Regions from separate parts of the Rattus norvegicus genome. Here region 1 is linked to region 2. Evidence: chromatin contacts called from public Hi-C data. All regions are on one chromosome and are shown on one strand. The core of a region is the stretch at or near the end of the contact, and the rest is flanking DNA. Distances in the headings are between cores, read along the strand shown. Region 1 overlaps Trappc9 (trafficking protein particle complex subunit 9). Region 2 overlaps Trappc9 (trafficking protein particle complex subunit 9).

Region 1 (3,818 bases), core at 1,302-3,801, 210 kb before region 2:
GATGGCCCTGGCTATGAGCACATAGTGCTTGCTCTTGCAAAGGACCAGAGTTCCACCCCCAGCACCCACATCAGGTGGCTTACAACTGCCTGGACCTATAGCTCCTTGACCTCTCTGAGCCTTGCTTGCTGTAGAGCCCTGTGCTGCCCTCAGTCACCAGAGTGAGGCCACCTCTAAGTAGCTGAGGTGTCTGTTGTCAGGTCAACCACAGAGGGAGAGACGAACACAGAATGAGGCCCATAAAGGAAGCTTGCCCCAGGATTGCTGGCCATTTCATGTGGGGTAAGAGCACCCAAGACCTCAAAGTGGGGGCGCACTGGGAGCCAGGTGCACCCTGGGCCCTTAGGGAAGGCTAGGGGAGGTCCCCAAGTTCTGTTCTCTGTTGGTTTCCAGAAGAGGCAAAAACCTGGTACTTTGCCATAGAAGCTTTAGTTACCTGGGAAATGGCCCAAGAGGAGATAGGTGTCAGTCTCTAGTAATGCTGAAAGTTACTGTTTGACTTGGTTCAACCCAGGATTCAATACTAGGCCAAGCTGTGTGTGTGTGTGTGTGTGTGTGTGTGTGTGTGTGTGTGTGTGTGTGTTACAGTTGTATTTATTTTATTTGTGCATATCTGCACATGCATGTGGGCACGTGTGCCACAGCATGCAAGTGCTCAGAGGACCACTTGGATAGTCTGTTCTCTCCTCCTCCTTATGGGTCCTGGGTATTGAATGTAAATTAGGCTTAGTGACAAGTACCTTCACCTGTTGAGCCGTCCCGCCTGCCCCTGAAGCTATGGTTTTTAGGGATGCTGAGGCTCTAGTCCTTGTAGAGGACTGGAGAGTGGGATGCCCCATGCCAGGTATATACAAACTTAGAGAACTATGCACTGACTGAGGCCCTGGACATTGAAGACCCACCAGTGCCTGCCCCACAGACATGGAGCCATGACAAGGGGAAGTGACTGCCAAAGTGGCTGAAGAGCAGAGGTTGGCTGCTAGAGCCTCACTGGCCTGGAGCGTGGAGAGCCAGCTGGGGTCAAGCTGGTGTAGGTTTGCCAGTGGACAGGGAGGGCAACACACAGGGCAAGAGGGTGGGACCCTGATGTAAGCCGTGCTTCCGAGTGCAGAGTGCTAGGCCGCATCAGGTAGACTGGAAAGGGTCCAGGGAAGCCTTGAAGTTTGTTGTAGCCAGGAGGCTGGGTTTAGATTATATGGTCCTGTGTCCCTCCACTGCTCTGCAGTGGGCTACTGCTGTTATCATCAGGCCCAGGGCTTCAGGAGACAGCTTTGACCACAGAAGAGGCTCCCAGCAGACCTGGAAGGTCTGGGAAATGGAGTCTGTTGGGCTTACTTGGTTTGGAGTACTGGGAGGCTGCCAGGCACCCCAGCCCTGCTCCGCCTCTACAGTCCTGTGGGTCTTCACTCTCTGCACTTACTGAAGTCAGATTCGCAGATTAAAGGGAGGGGATTTGGACTCACTGCAAAGGGTATTCACAGTTGGGCACTGCAGTCTGGATCAGTTCTGCTATGGCAGTGCTCAGCGTCTGGCAAACACTAGAGGGCAGCAATACTCCGTGGCAATGGTGGCCCTGCGGCACAGGGCGGTTACCAGCCTGGCCTTTCGTATTCTGCCCAAGAGGAAGGCACTTTGCGGTCTTTGACTCATCCTGATGTTTGTCTGCTAGTTGACAAGGCAGTGAAATAATGATTTCTGGTGTGATTTTATAATCACAGTAAAGAGAAGGACCCGTAGTTTTTCTGAAATAGAACAAGCTTTTGGTTCTTATTCAAGTGTGTTCCACTGTGGAGCTGATGGTAACGAAGGACTTCAGCAAATGGTGGACATTTTGGAAGGCGTGGAGATGTGATTAGTGCAGGTTCCATCTGTCCTTAAGAAGCCTTGCATGAGCCGGTAGTGGCACAGGCCTTTAATCCCAGCACTCAGGAAGCAGAGGTAGGCAGATCTCTTGAGTTTCAGGCCAGCCTGGTCTACGAAGGGAGTCCAGTTCCAGAGAAACCCTGTCTCGGAAAACCAAAAACTCAGACCTGGAGAATGAGACATTGGGCTTTAGCGGTGCTCTGCAAAGTAGACGCAGGATCCTTCTTCTGCGTGCAGGCACAGGGTGACCTGCATGTGCAGGCACAGGGTGACCTGCGTGTGTTGACTGGTTTAGGCAAGTGGTTTGTAGTAATTATCTGGTGCTCCCAAATGGCAGCAAATAGCTGACAGTGTACAGATCTGGCCATGAAGGTTTCACAGGCAAAGGACAAGGTTCATGAGAAGAGAGGGGCTGGGACTCCAGTCATCATTTCCTCCGTTTGGGCTGGAGGAGCCCTGCACCCTTTCAGCCTGTCTTCTGTGGAGAGCAAGCCCAGAATGGTTGGGCTTTTGGAATCACAGCGAATAGAATTTAAAGAACAATGGGAGACTTCGTGAGCTGAGCTGGGTCTCACTCACAGCCACTCCTTGAAAATTGCAAATGCTACAGGAATGCATACACACTTAGTGACATATATCCGCTGGGAACACCAGGGTTGTGAGGAGGCCGCAGACCTCACTGGCATCCATTCACATTCTTCTTGAATTACGAATCTGTTCCTTGAGATTCTACGGTCTAAATGTGGCCAGCCATACCCACAGAGGGAGAACTTGGAAAAGGGAACAAGGGCCCCAGCACCAAATAAGATGGTGGCTTAGAGGTGAGGGGTCTCTGGGACGTGTTTTCATGCACCCTTCCGGTTCCTTCGCCTCCCTCCCATCTGGGATGGGCAGGAGCCAGACTAGGCAAAGCATGTCTGTCCACCTGCTTGCCTGCTCCAGAGTCCAGTGAGCTGCAGTCATGGTCTGCACTGGCGGAGCCGAGTGGGAGAGGAGTGGAGCGGGAATCCGCTGGTAAACAATAGATGTGGAAGTAAACAATTCCCAAGTGAGTCAGAGCCACAGAAAAAGAGAACAGGCTCCCACTGGATCCCTTCTATGGGGCAGCTCAGGAGGCATTCATCCCAGGAACATAAGCATTGTTGCAATGCAGAATAAGGCGCAACAAAGAAAGGCTGTGCTGGCTGTCTCCCCAGCAGCTGGCTTGCAGGGCTTGTAGCGGCTCCATCTGGGGCTAAACAGACACCAGAGAGGTCTGGACAGCTTCCTCACCAGTTGCAGCCAGTTTTAAAGATGGGGAAACTGAGGGTGAGACCCAGCTCAGCTCACAAAGCCTCCTATTGTTCTTTAAATCCCCCTTGCTGTGATTCCAAAAAAACCCCACCGTCCTGTGGCTCCACTTCCCCCACCCCTACCTGCGCCAGGTACTGAATACATTTTTGTTTTCAACAGAAAATGGCAGGTGACCTTAAGAGAAAGTGCTAGTGAGGAAGTGTTTGCAAAACTAGACCAGCATCTCAGGGTCACACCAAGGCCCGTTCCTCCCCCTCCTCACATCTTTAAGTTCCGGAATGATTGGTGCCCTTTAAAAACATTTTCCTTTATGAGACTTTTAAGGGGACTTTCAACCTCTTTGTCTTTGGTTAATTTTCTTTCCATTCAGATTTTATGCAGGCTACTCCGTTCACATGCAAGAACAGCCTCCGCACATTTCTTTTTTGATGGGTTTCCTTAATGAAGCTGTTGCTAAGGAAACCCTGCAAGAGCCGGGTAGGCACCAGGGTGGTTGCAGCCCTAGTACTCCTGTCAGGTTGAGCTCAGAGTCAGATGGCTGGGAGAGTGGGGAAGGAAGGGTGTCACTTACAGAAGGGGCTGAGGTAATGCTGTGACAGGTCAGAGCTGGCCAGCTGGCCAGTGGCTTCCAAGGACAGTCCGTGGAGGAATCCACACGAGGA
Region 2 (4,021 bases), core at 98-2,597:
CTTCTCTGGCTTGGCTTCCTGGGGAGGTCTCTCTGCTGCACACAGGGCCTTTCTCCTCCATCCCAGCTTCACCCTGTCAGGATCCAAAGGCTGAGGAGAGAGGTAAAGCTGGCCCTGGGTAAAATCAAACCAAACCAAAGCAAACCAAACCAAGGGAATGAGTTTGGCTACCACTGCAGAAAGCATGTTCTTGGAACATCTAATCCCCAGTTTATTTGGCTTCCTGTGTTTTATTTAACAAACACACACGTTTATTTTCAGGATATGCGAATGCAGGTTCTGACTTCACACATACACGGGTTGGGTTTTCAATTTCACTGATGCACAGGTTAAGATTTTCAATTAAATTTACACACATCTAATACATCTCTTTCCTTTATTTTCACCCATGTTGTCTAGAAAAAAACAAAACATTAGTGCTTTCAAAATTAAAGTTAACACAGGGCTGTAAGCTTTGAGAGACCACATAGTTTGTCTTTTACAAGGTGGTATGAGGCGTGCGTTTCAGCAAGTCTTCACTACATTCTACAGATCTGAAGGCCAGATGCAAGCTAACAATTAGCATATAAAACCCCTCGGAACAAAAGGAGCCGAATGTCAATCAAACAGTCCCTGCAGGAGGCAATTTAAGATTTTACTGAGGTCCATAACGACCACCGGAAGGCAGGAAGGTAACCCAGTGAACAGTTATAAAATTACCCTCCCCCAACCACATCAAAAAAGGAAACAGCACAACGGTAAAATTCCTACCTAATTTCTTAAGGAAGGTTCTGGTAGATTCCTAGCGTCTTGTTGCCTCCTGTGTGAATCTCACTAACAAAAGGCTCTCCTCTGTGAATACTGAAGAAAGAACCGGAGCATCCAGGACACAGGGGCTCTTCCCTGGGGTGGGGGGAGCATTCCGTGTGTTGATCCCCAGCGTGATCAACAGATAAAATGAAAAATACTTTGCTTCCTTGCTACAAGATGCCATATTGCTGGGATATTTAGAAATTTAAAAAGGTGAGACTTTTAATTTTTAGCTTTTGGTTAGAAATTATTAGTGCGTCATGAATTGCCCTCTGGTGAGTTCTCGGAAACCCCGTTGCTCGGCCCTTTCCGGCAACACAACACAATGAGCTTCTTAAAGCTCATTTTGGAAGACATAGTCCTTCCTTGTTAGCAAACCGTTCATGAATCGGGGTTAAAGTATCGGTTCGGCAGTCGGGTAAGGGTACACTGGTCACCCTGCGCCTCCGTCACTAGGACACCTTAGGTTACCACGGCAAAAGGGTAGTCTATGTCTCCCATAGTCTGTGCAATAGCGAAGCAGCTAGAATTCTCCCCCACCCCGCCCCCTCCAGGAGGGGCCAAGCAGGGAGAGCTGTGGGCAGGGCCTCGCGCAGCAATGCCAGATGTTACCCATGCTTCTCCTGTGGACCCGGCTATGTTCCTAACACTGAGCATTTTTGCAGCTGCAGCCTGGTCCTAGGTGGGACATAGTGAGGCATTCATTTTTGCCAAATGATTACTGCATGGACACTCTCACCCTGAAGACCCGGCAGGGCATCCTTAGTCTGTGGATCGTCATCTTGTGTGACGGCATGGGTAACTCAAGAAGATGCTGCACCACTGGGGTTGTGTGCCAGTCACCAATGGGCACCCGCTTTCTCTCTGTGCGCCCACACCAAGAACCTAGAGAGTCATTCTTACCCGCTAGATGGCACCATAGAATGTATTCTTAAAGTGCATACTGTCGCATTGCCACGCCTGCGTACTGAGATCCGTTGACTGCCTTGCTGCTATGGCCGCGGTGTACCGAGTATTTGTGTGGATATCCTTCCCCGCCAATTTAGTGGAGCATCGTTAGGCTGCAGATCTCTGCCCAGTGTGGCTGCGCACCAATATCCTAAAGATGCTGCCACAATAGAGCCATGCTGATCAACTGTGTGGCCTCATTGCACGGAGGACCTGGACTGTCGTCCTTTCCCGGTAGGTGGCGCCTCAGAATGTGTCCATAACCAGCAGATTGCCGCATTGCCGCACCTGCGCACTGAAATCTGAGCAGGCTCGCCCAGCAGACTGCGTCACAGCTGCCTGCTCACCAGATTTCCACAGACGTCTCTAAAGACTGCAGACTGCGGCACGGCTTGGAGCTGAGCGGATCTCTTTACTACGGTTCTGTGACGACGAACCGAAGAGGACCCGGTGGCCATCGTTATCCCATCTTTTTGTGATTTTGGGCTGTGTGGATAGCCCATCCAAGTGCCCGTGCTATGTAGAGGATCATTGCCGCGGCTCTTCAGGAAGCTCCGGCTCTCCGAGAAGATCCGCGGCCTTTTCTCTGAAGATGGTTGGGTAGAAGAGCTGCGACACAGCCACGGAGCTGGGAATTTTTCATTCGTGGTGCTTTCTTACACCAATGTGACCGAGGAATGGGCAAAAGGAGGCGCCGAAAAAACCCAGATGTCTGTGATGGTGCGGCTCGTGCGAGGGCAGCATTGAGATACCTTCGAGCACAGAACCCTACAGTTTGCGATGCAACTGGGAGCTTGGCTGATCTTTTTACCCTGGAGACGCTGGCACAGAGGCTTGCTATCACCCTGTGGATAGGCGCATTGTGGTCGTCGCACAATGATGAGCCATGGAGGTCTCCCCGCTTGGCTGGAACCTGGGCGTACGCCATTACTCAGCCAACGCCTGCACAGCTCTTTGTTATCATAATCCTGGGGAATTACACGTATTTGTGGCTACACTTCAGTGACTGAACGGATGTTCTTACCCTAGGAATAGAGGCACAGTGGAGCTGCACACGGATACCCAAGGAAGCGTCCTTAGAGGGTGGATCGCTTAAATGGTTTTGGTGGCGCACTAAGGTTCTTCATGGTAATTTTATTCCCGCGGATGGTGGCGCAGCAGAGCTGTGCACAGACAACCTCAGAATGCCTCACCCTATATGGCTGCTGCTTGCGCACTAAGGAATTAAGTGGATATCCTTATTTCGGGATGATGGTTTAACGGAGTCCGTACTACTTGGTGGATGCCTGCATGGTGTTGGCTGTGTACCAAATCCCCGAGTGGATCTTAACCTGAGGTGTTGCTATAACAGAAACCCTTACTTGTGGATAACTGCGTCGTGACAGCTGCATTTGAAAGGCCTAAGAGGATCTATCACAGGGATGGCGTTTCTGAGCTTCCTTAATTGTGTGTGACCATGTTTCGACTGCTGCGCGCTAAAGATCTGGGCTGATTATTTATTTATCTATCTATTTATTTATTCATTTATTTATTTGGCCCTAGGGATAAGGGCACTGTGAATCATCCTTCCTTATTTTGTGGGCAGCTGCATTGTGGTGGCTGCATACTAAGGATCAGAGAAGATTTTATTCTGGGAATGGAGGTGGAGTATTTAGAACCCATGGGCAGCTCTGTGGCCACAGCTGCACACAAAGGTTGGGTATGGTAAGACCGAGCACCTTTACCATGTGGATATATGCACTGTGGCAGCTGGGCATTAAGGATCCGGGCTGATGTTTTCCTGGAGCTGGTGGCACAGTGAAAATCATCATTTTACTGTCCCACTGCATTGGAATCTAGGCAGATACCCTTATCTTGGGGATGGAGGCACAACGAGCGCCCTCACCCAGATGGTAACCTCATTGTCGTGGCTGCAAATTAAGACCTGGAATTGTTAAGTCTGCATCATAGCAACATCTGCTCCCCCAGGATCTGGGCAGATCACTTTACTCTGAATGTAGGAGGAGGCACAGCTGGAAGCTGAATTGATGACGTCAGCTTGTGTGGCGCTGTGTTACTTTGGAGCCCCGTACCTGGTAACCCACTGGATTTCTCTTATTCTGTGAATAGTGTATTCTTGGGTCCACACTCTACGGACTAAGAATGTGGGTGGGATTTCAAACCCTCTAACCTGTGCCGCAGATGTATTTGTTCATGAGGATCAGGGCAGTTTATAACCACAGAATGCCTCACAGCAAGGAGCTGGGCAAATGTCTTTTTCTTGAGGGATGTGGTCCGACCCAGT

The links. A called contact is a pair of places that touch in the nucleus more often than the background predicts.
Region 1: a Hi-C map of Schwann cells shows a contact between it and region 2, with 6 times the contacts expected there. The contact joins two enhancer-like sites. A contact is called at or near these places in 5 of 12 Hi-C or Micro-C datasets (the A7r5 cell line, Schwann cells, frontal cortex and 1 more) and 1 of 1 datasets of contacts at active chromatin or transcription factors (oligodendrocytes).

The regions. Positions count from the first base shown.
Region 1 is chr7:106,848,199-106,852,016 of GRCr8, reverse strand. The region is part of intron 6 of Trappc9 (trafficking protein particle complex subunit 9); the gene reads left to right. Among named protein-coding and RNA genes, the nearest start is that of Trappc9, 37 kb to the left of the region's middle. Within about 2 kb of position 2,551, at least 15 of the 93 cell types and tissues checked have an H3K27ac peak or open chromatin away from gene starts, as enhancers often do. A contact at or near this core is called in the A7r5 cell line and Schwann cells, where this site is marked.
Region 2 is chr7:106,632,212-106,636,232 of GRCr8, reverse strand. All of the region lies in intron 16 of Trappc9 (trafficking protein particle complex subunit 9), which reads left to right. Among named protein-coding and RNA genes, the nearest start is that of Trappc9, 250 kb to the left of the region's middle. Within about 2 kb of position 1,347, at least 55 of the 93 cell types and tissues checked have an H3K27ac peak or open chromatin away from gene starts, as enhancers often do. A contact at or near this core is called in the A7r5 cell line and Schwann cells, where this site is marked.